Regions from separate parts of the Pan troglodytes genome. Here region 1 is linked to region 2. A link is a contact called in public Hi-C data. All regions are on one chromosome and are shown on one strand. The core of a region is the stretch at or near the end of the contact, and the rest is flanking DNA. Distances in the headings are between cores, read along the strand shown. Region 1 holds the start of TSC22D2 (TSC22 domain family member 2). Region 2 overlaps LOC107970806 (a long non-coding RNA gene).

Region 1 (6,073 bases), core at 103-2,602, 180 kb after region 2:
CTGACTCCAGTCACTTGGGTTTGGAGTGCATGGTTTCCACTAAAGTTAAAAGATCTAGCTCTATAAATTACAACTAAAGACCTAAAAAATTCTCTGCAAATTTAATTCTCAAAACATCTTTTGGGATAAAAAGTATTTCTATTCTTCAAAGATTAGAGAACCGAGTTCAACGATTTACTGATTTAAGTTATCATTATGTGATTGCTAACGCTGCAGTAGATATGAAATCACGATTTCCATTAAGACTTAGATTTTACCTAAACGACGACTGCTTTAGTATGTCAAAGTTTAGGAGCCCATCCCCATTTTTTTAAACTGCTTAAAAGAATGGCCTTAGTATGCCAAAGTTTAAGAGCCCATCCCCATTTTTTTTAACTGCTTAAAAGAATGGCCTTACCATTTTCTTTGGCCAGGAACTAACTACCAGATGATAAATTTGCCAGTACTTTCTTTTCATAGTTGTTCTTTGCATTGGAACAGGAAAGGGTGCTTTATCACTCGTTACGGTTGTTCATGGCCCAATCCAAATCATATAATACGCTGGCTGCTACTAACAGTTTTAGAATAAACAAAAAGAAGAACTATAATGCAGTAGGTTCTACATTTATAAAGCCCATGAGCTGATTTCGTGCCGAAAGTAAAACAGTCTCAAGAGTTTAAATGAATCCTGGAATCACAGCAAATTCAGGAAATTTAGGAATATGTTGGTAACCCTTAAGCTTTTTAAAAACCGACTACACCCTGGGCAAGTAACCACCCCCTGATGCCGTTGTTGGAGACAGAATTTCTGGCAGGAAGATAATTTTCTGACTCAATCTGGCTTGTCGTTCTTGTTTAATCATCCCCATTTCTCTGAACATTTTACTCCTCTGACTACAATGGTCAACATTTATTTTCAGAAGTTTTAAAGTGATTTAGTTCTTCCAGCCGCACCTCTTTTTATCCCATCTAAGTCTTCCCCAGCCCCCATTCCTATCGCCCTCGTTTCACTAAGATTTTGCTAAACATTAGACACAAGCACATGACCTCCAGTCTTCCACTGTCTCGGAACAAACCGACATAAAAACATCTGATTAGTTCCATTGTAAGCTTCCCTAGGCTTAGAATTTAAAATGGTCTTTAGCTCGTCAATGCTTAAAGAACCTACAACACAAAATTTAAATTTAAAAAATTTTAAATAAAGAAACCGCTCCCTTTTTTAACCTTTAGCCCCGCCCATTGCCCCCCACCCCAGGTTCCACGCGAAACTGCAGGAAACCGGAGGGGGCGGAGCGGTGACGTCACGACGCCGGTGCGTCACGGAACGGCGGCGGCTGCGGCGCTGGCGGTGGTTGCGGCAGCGGCGGCATTTTAGTCGGCAGCGGCGGCGGCAGCGGGGCTGCTGCTCCTCCCAGCATCCCTGGCGCGGCCATTTCAGCCCCATCTTGGCCCAGCGGAGGGAGCTGCAGCCGCCTCTTCAGCAGTTTGAATTTCAGTTTCTTCGGGGTTTAGGAATTGGGCGCACCGAGGAGGAGCTGAAGAAGCCACCACCGCTACCTCACACAGCCGGGGCGCCTCCGGTCCCGTGCCAGCGGTCTGCCGCCGCCGCCCCTCTCTGAGAGAAGCCGCGAGGGGAGGCCGAGACCGCCGTCGCCGCCCGCCCGCAGGGGTGGTTCCCCCTGTAAGGGGAGGACCGAGCCGGCTTTCCCCTCCCCCAGAGCGGGTTTCCGCCTGAGGCAGTCGACATGTCCCTGGGGCTGAGCTCCGGCTAGAGCCGGGGAGGGAGGGCCGCCTGCCCGCGCCACAGCCCCACCGCCCGCCCGCGGCCCTTCAGCCAGCTCCGGCCCGCGGCTCCCGGCTGAATTAGGCATCTCCGACTCCGGACTCGCCGCTCCTTCCCTCAGTCAGAGAGCCCAGCGCTGACGCCGGCACCGGCCTGAGGAGCCCGAGCGGGGCAGCACCGCCCCTCACGCCGCCGCCGCCGCCGCCACCGCCACCGCCTCCTCCTCCTCCTCCTCCTCCTCCTCCTCCTCCTCCTCCTCCTCCTCCTCCTCCTCCTCCTCTTCGCCCTCCCACTCCCACCCCCAGCCAAGGCCTGCTGACCGCGCCGAGCGCCGAGCTGGACTGACCACGGCTGCCCGGAGACGAGAGAGGAAGCAGCCGACCCGCCCCTGGGTTCGCGCTCTCGCCGCCTCTGAGGGAATTGAATTGAGGCGCCGCGGCTGCGAGAGCTAAAAAGGAAGGAGGAGCCGCCGCGGGACTGAGACGGGGGCAGAGCCGAAGAGACCGACACGGAGAAGGAAACGAGGAGGAGGATGTCTCACCGGGCGGCCAGCGCCTGGATCAGCCCGTGACTCTTAACAGCGACGGGCCTCAGACCCCAGCGCAGACTCGGACTTTGTCTTTGGGGGCCCGTGCACTGCCCTCCCCGGTTTCCGACAGGACCCAGAGGAGCCGGCGTGCCTCTCTGCCCTCCAGCCTTCTTCACCATGTCCAAGATGCCGGCCAAGAAGAAGAGCTGCTTCCAGATCACCAGTGTCACCACGGCCCAGGTGGCCACTAGCATCACCGAGGACACCGAGAGCTTGGACGACCCGGACGAGTCACGCACAGAGGACGTCTCCTCCGAGATTTTCGACGTCTCTCGGGCCACGGATTATGGCCCTGAGGAGGTCTGCGAGCGCAGCTCTTCGGAAGAGACGCTTAACAATGTTGGGGATGCGGAGACTCCCGGGACCGTCTCCCCAAACCTCCTCCTAGATGGGCAGCTGGCAGCGGCGGCTGCTGCTCCCGCCAACGGAGGAGGAGTCGTTTCGGCCCGGAGCGTGTCTGGGGCGCTCGCCAGTACCCTGGCGGCGGCCGCCACTTCGGCCCCCGCCACCGGAGCACCCGGCGGCCCCCAGCTGGCGGGCTCATCCGCCGGGCCAGTGACTGCAGCCCCATCTCAGCCTCCCACCACATGTAGTTCCCGTTTTCGCGTGATCAAGCTGGACCACGGGAGCGGAGAGCCCTATAGACGCGGCCGATGGACGTGTATGGAATACTATGAGAGGGATTCAGACAGCAGCGTCCTGACTAGATCCGGGGATTGCATTAGACACAGCAGTACTTTTGACCAGACTGCGGAGCGGGACAGCGGCCTGGGCGCCACCGGAGGGTCGGTGGTGGTAGTAGTGGCCTCCATGCAGGGGGCGCACGGGCCCGAGTCGGGAACTGACAGCTCCTTGACTGCTGTGTCACAGCTACCCCCGTCGGAGAAAATGAGCCAGCCCACTCCGGCCCAGCCGCAGAGTTTTAGCGTTGGGCAGCCACAGCCGCCGCCGCCACCCGTAGGTGGGGCTGTGGCTCAAAGCTCGGCTCCGCTGCCGCCGTTCCCGGGAGCCGCGACCGGGCCGCAGCCAATGATGGCAGCCGCGCAGCCCAGCCAGCCCCAGGGAGCGGGGCCCGGGGGACAGACTCTGCCGCCGACGAATGTAACCCTGGCGCAGCCGGCTATGTCCCTGCCTCCGCAGCCGGGCCCTGCAGTGGGCGCCTCCGCGGCGCAGCAGCCCCAGCAGTTCGCGTATCCTCAGCCTCAGATACCGCCCGGACATTTGCTGCCCGTCCAGCCCTCCGGCCAGAGTGAGTACCTGCAGCAGCACGTGGCCGGCCTGCAGCCGCCAAGCCCCGCGCAGCCCTCGTCCACCGGCGCCGCAGCGAGCCCCGCCACGGCGGCCACCCTTCCCGTGGGCACCGGCCAGAATGCTTCCTCGGTGGGCGCGCAGCTCATGGGCGCGTCTTCCCAGCCCAGCGAAGCCATGGCCCCCCGGACGGGACCAGCGCAAGGCGGGCAGGTCGCGCCTTGTCAGCCGACTGGAGTGCCCCCGGCTACTGTGGGAGGCGTGGTGCAGCCGTGCCTGGGTCCTGCGGGGGCTGGGCAGCCCCAGTCCGTGCCTCCGCCGCAGATGGGTGGCAGTGGTCCGCTGTCAGCCGTACCTGGTGGCCCTCACGCCGTGGTGCCCGGAGTTCCAAACGTGCCTGCAGCCGTGCCCGCTCCAAGCGTGCCTAGTGTGTCTACCACTTCTGTTACTATGCCAAATGTACCCGCGCCTCTGGCCCAGTCGCAACAGCTGAGCAGCCATACGCCAGTCAGCAGGAGCAGCAGCATAATCCAGCATGTTGGGCTGCCCTTAGCGCCAGGCACACACAGCGCACCAACAAGTCTACCACAGTCTGACCTAAGCCAGTTTCAAACTCAGACCCAGCCTTTAGTCGGGCAAGTCGACGATACTAGAAGAAAATCAGAACCCCTACCTCAACCACCACTTTCTCTCATTGCTGAAAATAAGCCTGTTGTGAAGCCGCCTGTTGCAGATTCCCTGGCAAACCCCCTTCAGTTAACACCTATGAACAGTCTGGCCACCTCTGTATTCAGCATAGCTATTCCTGTTGATGGTGATGAAGACAGGTATGGAAATCTCTATTTTAAATATTTGATAGAAATGCTTGGCCAACATTGTAGCTTAGGATGCAACTTTGGGAGATTTGTTGTCAACGGAGGCCCTTAGCATTTTTAAATACAAAATTTAGTGTTTGGTAAAATTGATTTAGATTGCTGATGCTGATGTCAAAGGGTGTAATGAGCGAATTGGTCTTGTCACAGGTGTTTAAAAGCACTAAAATGGGTAGGGATGCAACATTGTTTACTCAAAAAAAGGTGAATTTAAGCTTAATGCTTACCATTTAATGGTGGTAGCTAGTGTGTTATGCTCCCATAGAATTGTCCTTTTCTTACATATCAATCACACTTGAACACGTAAGGCAGAGAGATTTGTCAGTGTGAGTTTTGAGGCTGAGACATAATATTACCTACAAGTTTTCCTTTCTGGAAAACCAGAAGGTCCTCTAGTGAAAAAAAAAATCCATGTAAGGAATCTTCTCCAGTGTATCTGGAAAGGCTGGAGACAGAATGGTGAAATGTCAAATCCGGCTTTGAAGATCATACTTAGTTCAGCCTTTTGATTAAAGGAGGTACAAGGTCACGAGTCTTCCCAGGGACTTCTCTAAGATACTATTTTTTTGTTGTTAAGCAAAAAATGTACTGGAAAGATATTCTTACCTTCCATCAGTCTATTTACTATAGGAAAGGGAGGTTGAGATCGATCCTTTAAGTGTAGTGAAAGCTACAGTTCTTAAAATTAAGAGTAATTTTATAATAAAAGTGTAAATGTTAATAATTGGCTCCCTGTATTTAGGGATGCTTTTTTTAATGGCCTAAATAAGAATTGGTGTATTGCTACACCAGTGCCACAACAGCTGATGTTTGGTTATGGTTTAGTGAGGATTTTTGTGGTTTTGAGGAGATGTCACATGTAAATTTGACATACATATTGCAAAATTTTAAAAGCTGACTTGTTGCAATGTTTTAAAATTATATTTAAAAATTATAGAAAAAGTTTCAGGAATTTCACAGTTAGACATTTCTTTGCTGGGGTTTTTGTTTAGCGAGAGGCTAATTTTAGGTGTTTTTAAAAGATACGAACTAATATTATGGATTTCCAGAATAATTAGTATGTGGAAGAATACAATGACATGTATGTTAAAGCTTTCTCTTCCTATGGTTTCTTCTGAGTTCCTTCACATTTCTTAACCTCCCATTTCTAATTAGCCTTGTATTTTTGTTATATACTTCTGTGGTTTGAAAAACACTCACTGACTGAAATTCATTCATCTTCTCTGCTTTTTGTAATTTAAAGTTCATCTTTTTTTGTAGGTGACTTGCTTATGGGGAGTCTTTCTTCACTTGAGAACGCTTAGAGAATACCACGTGTCCATAAGTGAGCTCAGCTAGCTAGTCATTGAGAAATTTTGTGTGTATGGGACTACTAAGTAAACTGACTCCACAAGCCACTCAGAAAAATCCCTCTACTTTTATAGTTGCTCCCATTGTCACACACAGGGACACACCTGTAACACAGATTGAGTTTATTTTTTCACCTTTGGTAATAATCAACAGGCATCTTCACTTTTCTAGCTGCCACAAGCCAATTTTTTCCTGATAAGTTGGCAGATAACCTTTTGCTTTCCTCTGTTCCTGTATACTGCCCATATCTCT
Region 2 (6,171 bases), core at 953-3,452:
AAAAAAGCCCATAATAACCTGACAATGTCTTCCCCTAGCTGAGAGCATTTTGACAGATATTTTTTCGAAGTAATCAGAGTTCTTTTTTTTCTTTTTTTTTTTTCTTGGCTGGTTTCATCCTTTGGCAGGGTTCTACAACTTATTTGCTTTCACTTAGTTTATATCACTGTCCCTGGCAATCTCCACTTTCCCCGACTCCGCAGTTCACTCTTCATCTACCCCAACGCAGCCAGCTCTTCCCTCCCGGCCCCTCCACCTTACTCGAAGGTTTCTGCTATTGTCAGAACAGCCAAAGACAACAATGCTTCAACTGGCAGGAAACAGTCTTCACCCTCTCAGGATTTCCTATTATGTGATGTGCAGCCTTTTCCAGAAACACAATTGCATCTAAAAAAAGAAACTGCCTGGATTTACCTTCATCTCAACACAATGAGTCCATGGCCACCGTAGCCTTGAACGAGGGCCAAACACTCCGAAGCGCAGAGACTCAGAATCAATGGAGGTGAAGGAAGCTGCTTCCCAAGGCTTCCAAGCAAGGGTAGGCAGCTGTTTGCTTATTCCCCATTCTTTTGTTATGTTGTTTGATTTTGCCAGTGAAGCTTGGGTAAGAGGAAGGAAAGAGGAAGAGAGGGGCCACGGACCAAGAGGAAGGAATGGAGGGGAAGGGGCTCAGGATGATCAGGAGGTGGGAGCCATAACTGTGGGGTGGAGGGGATGACTCTAGAGAAAAGGAAAAGTAGCAGGTGAGTTGTTGAATGAGGAAGGATGAACTGGAGAAGAAAGAAAGGAGAGCGGAGGTTTCACCATGATTTTTAGCTGTCTCTACATAGCTGGAATGATAGGGACCTCATAGCTGGGTCATGGTTTTCTGAAGTGGAGAATGAAGAGAGTTTCAATGTCAGTGCCAGGTCTGGCAGTTGTTTATTTCCTTCTTTACACCCCATCCCCCACCCCCACCCCCACCCCCAGTAGCATACCTACCTCTGGGAAGAGAAGTTCTCACCTCTATTCTCATTCCCTTCTCTGTGTAGGGAGAGTGCAGGAGAGTGGATGATGGAGGAGGTAAAAACAGTATCTTCAGAACTAGAGAGGATTTACGTGTCTGTCCCAGTAATCTGAGACAAGAGAAAATAAAATGCAATTAAGTTGTGGGGAAGTAAATGCAGTTAAATAGTATTAGGCAACTGTTTCAGAAGAAATCCAGGCCTGAAAATAAAGACCTGGATTGGATACTGGAGGAAGTGATCCTGTAAGAGAGATGGGGAGTTTTCAATGGTGAAGCTAGCAGGAGACAATGTGAAGAACACTTCTAATGACCTGGAAATTCAGGAAAAAACAGAGAACTGGTGAGAATCCAGGAGGCATGTGAGTTTGATGTTACCTGAAGAGGAATCTGCGGAAGGCAGCATGTCCTTCTGGGCCTCCAACTCTCACAATTCAGAGGTGAGCAGCCTCAGGCTCTAACCCCAGCTCTTCATTCCTTGCTTCACCTCTCTAAGCCTTAGTTGGGTTCCCCATCTGTAAAACCCAGACAATAACACCCATCTCATAAGGTGTTTGCGAGGATTACAGGAGATGTAAATGAGAAGTTCCACTTCCCATACATTCTCTTCAGGGAATTTACGGGCAGAGTCAAGATTCAGGAGGTGGTAAGAAAATAGTTTCGACCTGAAGTTAGGCATTGGACCAGAGCGAAAAGGAGATGCCAAGAGGCCAGAAGTAGAGTTCAGATCAGACCTGGAATTAAAGATAAGGTGAATTTAAAAATTACTAAGACCCTAAGGATCTACACTAGGTAAGAAGAGGGAAAGTGGTGGCAGTGGGGTGGGAGCCAGGTTTTTGTGCACATTTTGCCTTGGGGCCTCACCAAAGAGGGGATGTGGGAAGTTTCTCCCACTAGAAGCCTTCCAACCTAATGTAGGAAGATGGATAGAATTAGATTATCACCATTTTGCAACCCCTAATGAATAATGAACCTAGCCACTGATCATTATGCCAGTTGTTAATTTATTGCCTCTCAGCCCCACATCCACCCTTCAGTAACTGCTCTGGGGTAATGGAATGGACTCTTCAAGCATTTCCCCTTTACAGTGAGATCGATGTGAAGCTTTGTCGGTAGAGGGCGCTGGAGGGACACTGTAGGAGAAGTGGGGCTTTTCTTCCTGGTTCCAGGGTACTGACCTTTGTTTTTTGTTGCTCCAGCTGCATGGTCTGTCAACAGTGCGTGTGTGAGTTACCCAGTGGTGCTCTGCCCCAGCCACATACCCAGAATGTACAGTCCCTCAGTGACCTCAGAGCCCCAGACTCGGCCCAGTGAACCTCACCTCAGTCCTTGGGATGTGGATTAACATCTGCAGTGGAGTCTCAACTCTTCCTGGGCACTGCTTTCCAGCATCAGCTGGCCTGCACCCCAGGATGTTGTTTCCCTGGGCCCACCCAACATGAGCATTGCACACCAGACCCTCCACCCATTGCACACATGAGGCCTCACCTCCCAGACTTAACGCACCTGCACTCATTGGTTTCTTTCCTGCTGGCCTGGAGGCTGTGGACCGGCTCTGGCTGGACAGCCCAGTGAACTTAACTGCTATCTAGTAGGCCACACGCTTGCCTGCTCCAATAATGTTGGAATCGCAGCCTTGGGGAAGAGCCCACCCCTTCCAGTTTTGCTTTTCCTTGAGTACTCTCCCCTAGACATAGGGTACTCTTCAGAAGTCTCTTTATGTCTTCATAGGTACTCTCTTATCTTATGGTATTAGTTCATTCTCACACTGCTAATAAAGACATACCTGAGACTGGGTAATTTATAAATGAAAGAGGTTTAATTGACTCACAGTTCCGCATTGCTGGGGAGGCCTCAGGATGCTTACAATCACAGTGGAAGGCAAAAGAGAAGCAGGCACCTTCTTCATGGGGTGACAGTACAGAGTGAGTGCAAGCAGGGGAGATGCCAGACGCTTATAAAACCATCAGATCTCAAGATAACCTACTTACTATCACAAGAACAGCATGGGGGAAACCACCCCTATGATCCAATTACCTCCACTTGGTCACTGCCTTGACACGTGGAGATTATGGGGATTACAATTCAAGACGAGATTTTGGGTGGGGACACAGCTAAATCGTATCACTTATCTTAATCGTTCTTTTTATGAAACTTCCAGTATTTGAATTAACGAATGGCTTCTGTTTCTTGAGTGGATCCACAACAACACAATCACGAATGGCTGCTAACTTCACAAAGAGACAGCCAGAACTATGTGGACTTGTTGGAAATGTACAACACAATCTTTCAAGTATTCTTGTCAAGACATCAGCCCTGAGTCTGATCAAGCCTTAGATCTAACTAAAAGTATGCAAGAAATACACAGGGCATGGAAACATGTTAAATGACACCATGAGTATAATCAGAAAGTCCAGCCTGTGGGAAACTCCATAGGGAAAATAACCAGAATTCTTCAACAAATGAGGGAAATAATCTATAAATTCAGAGACTTAAAAGGCACTAATTAAAATCTATGGACCTTGCTAAAGGCATCACACTACCTGAATTTAAAACATACTACAAAACCAAAACAGCATAGTACTGGCATGAAGACAGACACGCAGACCGCTGGAACAGAATAGAGAACCCAGGAATAAATTCACATATTTTCAGCTAACTGACTTTCAACAAGGCACCAAACATTTACTGGGGAAAGAACACCTGCTTCAATAAATGGTGCTGGGAAAACCGGAGATCCATATGCCAAAAAATGAAACTAGACCTCGATCTCTCAACAGACAAAATTCAAATCAAAATGGATTAAAGACTTAAATGTAAGACTTGAAACTATGAAACTGCTAGAAGAAAACACTGGGGAAACTCTACAGGACATTGTTCTGGCCAAAGATTTTCTTGGGTAAGATCTCAAAGCAGAAGCAACCAAAGCAAAAATAGACAAATGGGATTACATCAAGCTAAAAGCTTTTGCAGAGCAAGAAAACAACCAATGGAGTGAAGACACAACCTATAGAATGAGAGAAAATATTTGCAAACTATTCATTTGACAAGGGGTTAATAACCAGAATATATAAGGAGCTCAAACAACTTAATAGCAAAGATATATATATTATTTTAAAAATGAGTGAATCATCCGAATAGATACTTCTCAAAAAAAAAATACAAATGGCAAACAAGTATATGAAAAAAATGCTCAACATCACTAATCATCAGGAAAATGCAAATCAAAACCACAACGGGATATCGTTTCACTTCAGTTAAAATAGCTGTTATCAAAAAGATAACAGCTTTTTGATAACAGGAATACTGTTATGGAATACTATTCGGCCATAAAAAGAAAAAAATTCTGGCTGGGTGCAATGGCTCACACCTGTAATCCCAGCTACTCAGGAGGCCGAGGCAGGAGAATTGCTTGACCCTGGAGGCAAAGGTTGCAGTGAGCCAAGATTGTGCCACTGCACTCCAGTATGGGTGACAGAACAAGACTGTGTCTCAAAATAAATAAATAAATAAATAAAAGAATAAAATCCTGTCACTTGAAACAACATAGATGGAGCTGAAAGTCATTATGTTAAGTGAAATAAGCCAGTCAAGGAGCTAATCAGGTGGTTCTTATGGAGGTAGAGAGTAGAAAGATTATCAGAGGCTTGAAAGACTGGGGGAGCAGGGGATGAAGAGAGGTTGGTTAATGGGTGAAAAAAATACAGTTAGAAGGAATAAGTACTAGTTTTTGATATCACAGCAGGATGACTATAGTTAACAATCATTTATTGTATATTTCAAAATAACTAGAAGAGAAGATTTGCAATGTTCCCAACACAAAGAAGTGATAAATATTTGAGATGATGAATATTCTAAATAACCTGATTTGATCATTACACGTTATATGCCTGTATCAAAATGTCACATGTAGCCTATGAATATGTACTGTTGTTACATATCAATAACAAATGAATAAAACTTATGGTCCTTAGATCTTGATTCAAACAAATTTTTTAAAAAAGATTTATGAGGCAATGGAAAAAATGTAAACACTGGCTAAATATTTGGTGATATCAAGGCAATTATTTTTAAAAATGTAAGAGCTAATGGAGAAAATATGAACACTGAATATTTACATTAAGAGAGTTATCTTTCTAAGTGATGATAAGATTGTAGATATTTTTAAGAGTTTTAGTCTTTTACATTTACTTAGTGAAATATTAACAAATGAAATAATGTAATAGGGATTTGCTTCAAAATAATCCTTGCCTGGGATAGAAGTAGGTGGGAGAATATATTGGCCATGAGTAGATATATTGAAGCCAGATGGTGAATACATGGATTTTTTTTTAAATTTTGATGCTTTTACAAATTGACTAAAAAAAAAAAGCAACCTAACTGAAAAATCAGCAGAGGGCATAAATAGGTGATTCAAAACACATGTGTAAAAGTGCTCAACCTAGCTAGCAATGAAAAAACAATGAAAGATCAGTAAGAATGTGGAGAAACAGGTATTCCCTCTGGTACTACCAAATTGACGGACAATTTTTTTTTTTTTTTTGAGACGGAGTCTCACCGTGTCGTCCAGGCTGGAGTGCAGTGGTGCAATCTCAGCTCACTGCAAGCTCCGCCTCCCAAGTTCACACCATTCTCCTGCCTCAGCCTCCCGAGTAGCTTGGACTACAGGCGCCTGCCACCACGCCCAGCTAAGTTTTTGTATTTTTTAGTAGAGACGGGGTTTCACCGTGTTAGCCAGGATGGTCTCGATCTCCTGACCTTGTGATCCACCCACCTCGGCCTCCCAAAGTGCTGGGATTACAGGCGTGAGCCACCGCACCTGGCCATTGATGGACAATTTGACAAAAATTTTTCAAAAGGTAAAATTTGCATTTTCCTAAACCCAACAGTTTAGCTTCTAGATACCTATATTAGAGAAACTGTCAAATACGTAGACAAAAATATGAGCTTATTGCAGCATTTTTTAGAGTAGTGAAACTTTACAGGCAAACTAAATATCCATCAATGGAGGAGTGGTTCACAAAAAGAAGTAAACAAAACATGGTGTATTCACACAATGGATCTTTTGCAGCAGTTAAAAAGAAACTGTATGCGGGCCAACGTGGTAAAGAATCCAAGATATTGTTCGGTGGAAAAAGCATGTTGCAGAGTAATATGTTCTGTTTGAT

Evidence for each region. A called contact is a pair of places that touch in the nucleus more often than the background predicts.
Region 1: a Hi-C map of stem cell-derived neural progenitor cells shows a contact between it and region 2, with 6 times the contacts expected there. The contact joins the promoter of TSC22D2 here to the enhancer-like site in region 2. A contact is called at or near these places in 1 of 7 Hi-C or Micro-C datasets (stem cell-derived neural progenitor cells) and 1 of 1 datasets of contacts at active chromatin or transcription factors (stem cell-derived excitatory neurons).

What each region holds. Positions count from the first base shown.
Region 1 is chr2:153,602,427-153,608,499 of NHGRI_mPanTro3-v2.0_pri, forward strand. TSC22D2 (TSC22 domain family member 2) reads left to right here and starts at 1,353. Exons shown (of 4, transcript XR_001713728.4): 1 at 1,353-4,426.
Region 2 is chr2:153,421,694-153,427,864 of NHGRI_mPanTro3-v2.0_pri, forward strand. All of the region lies in intron 2 of LOC107970806 (a long non-coding RNA gene), which reads left to right. Among named protein-coding and RNA genes, the nearest start is that of TSC22D2, 180 kb to the right of the region's middle. Within about 2 kb of position 2,203, at least 6 of the 24 cell types and tissues checked have an H3K27ac peak or open chromatin away from gene starts, as enhancers often do. A contact at or near this core is called in stem cell-derived neural progenitor cells, where this site is marked.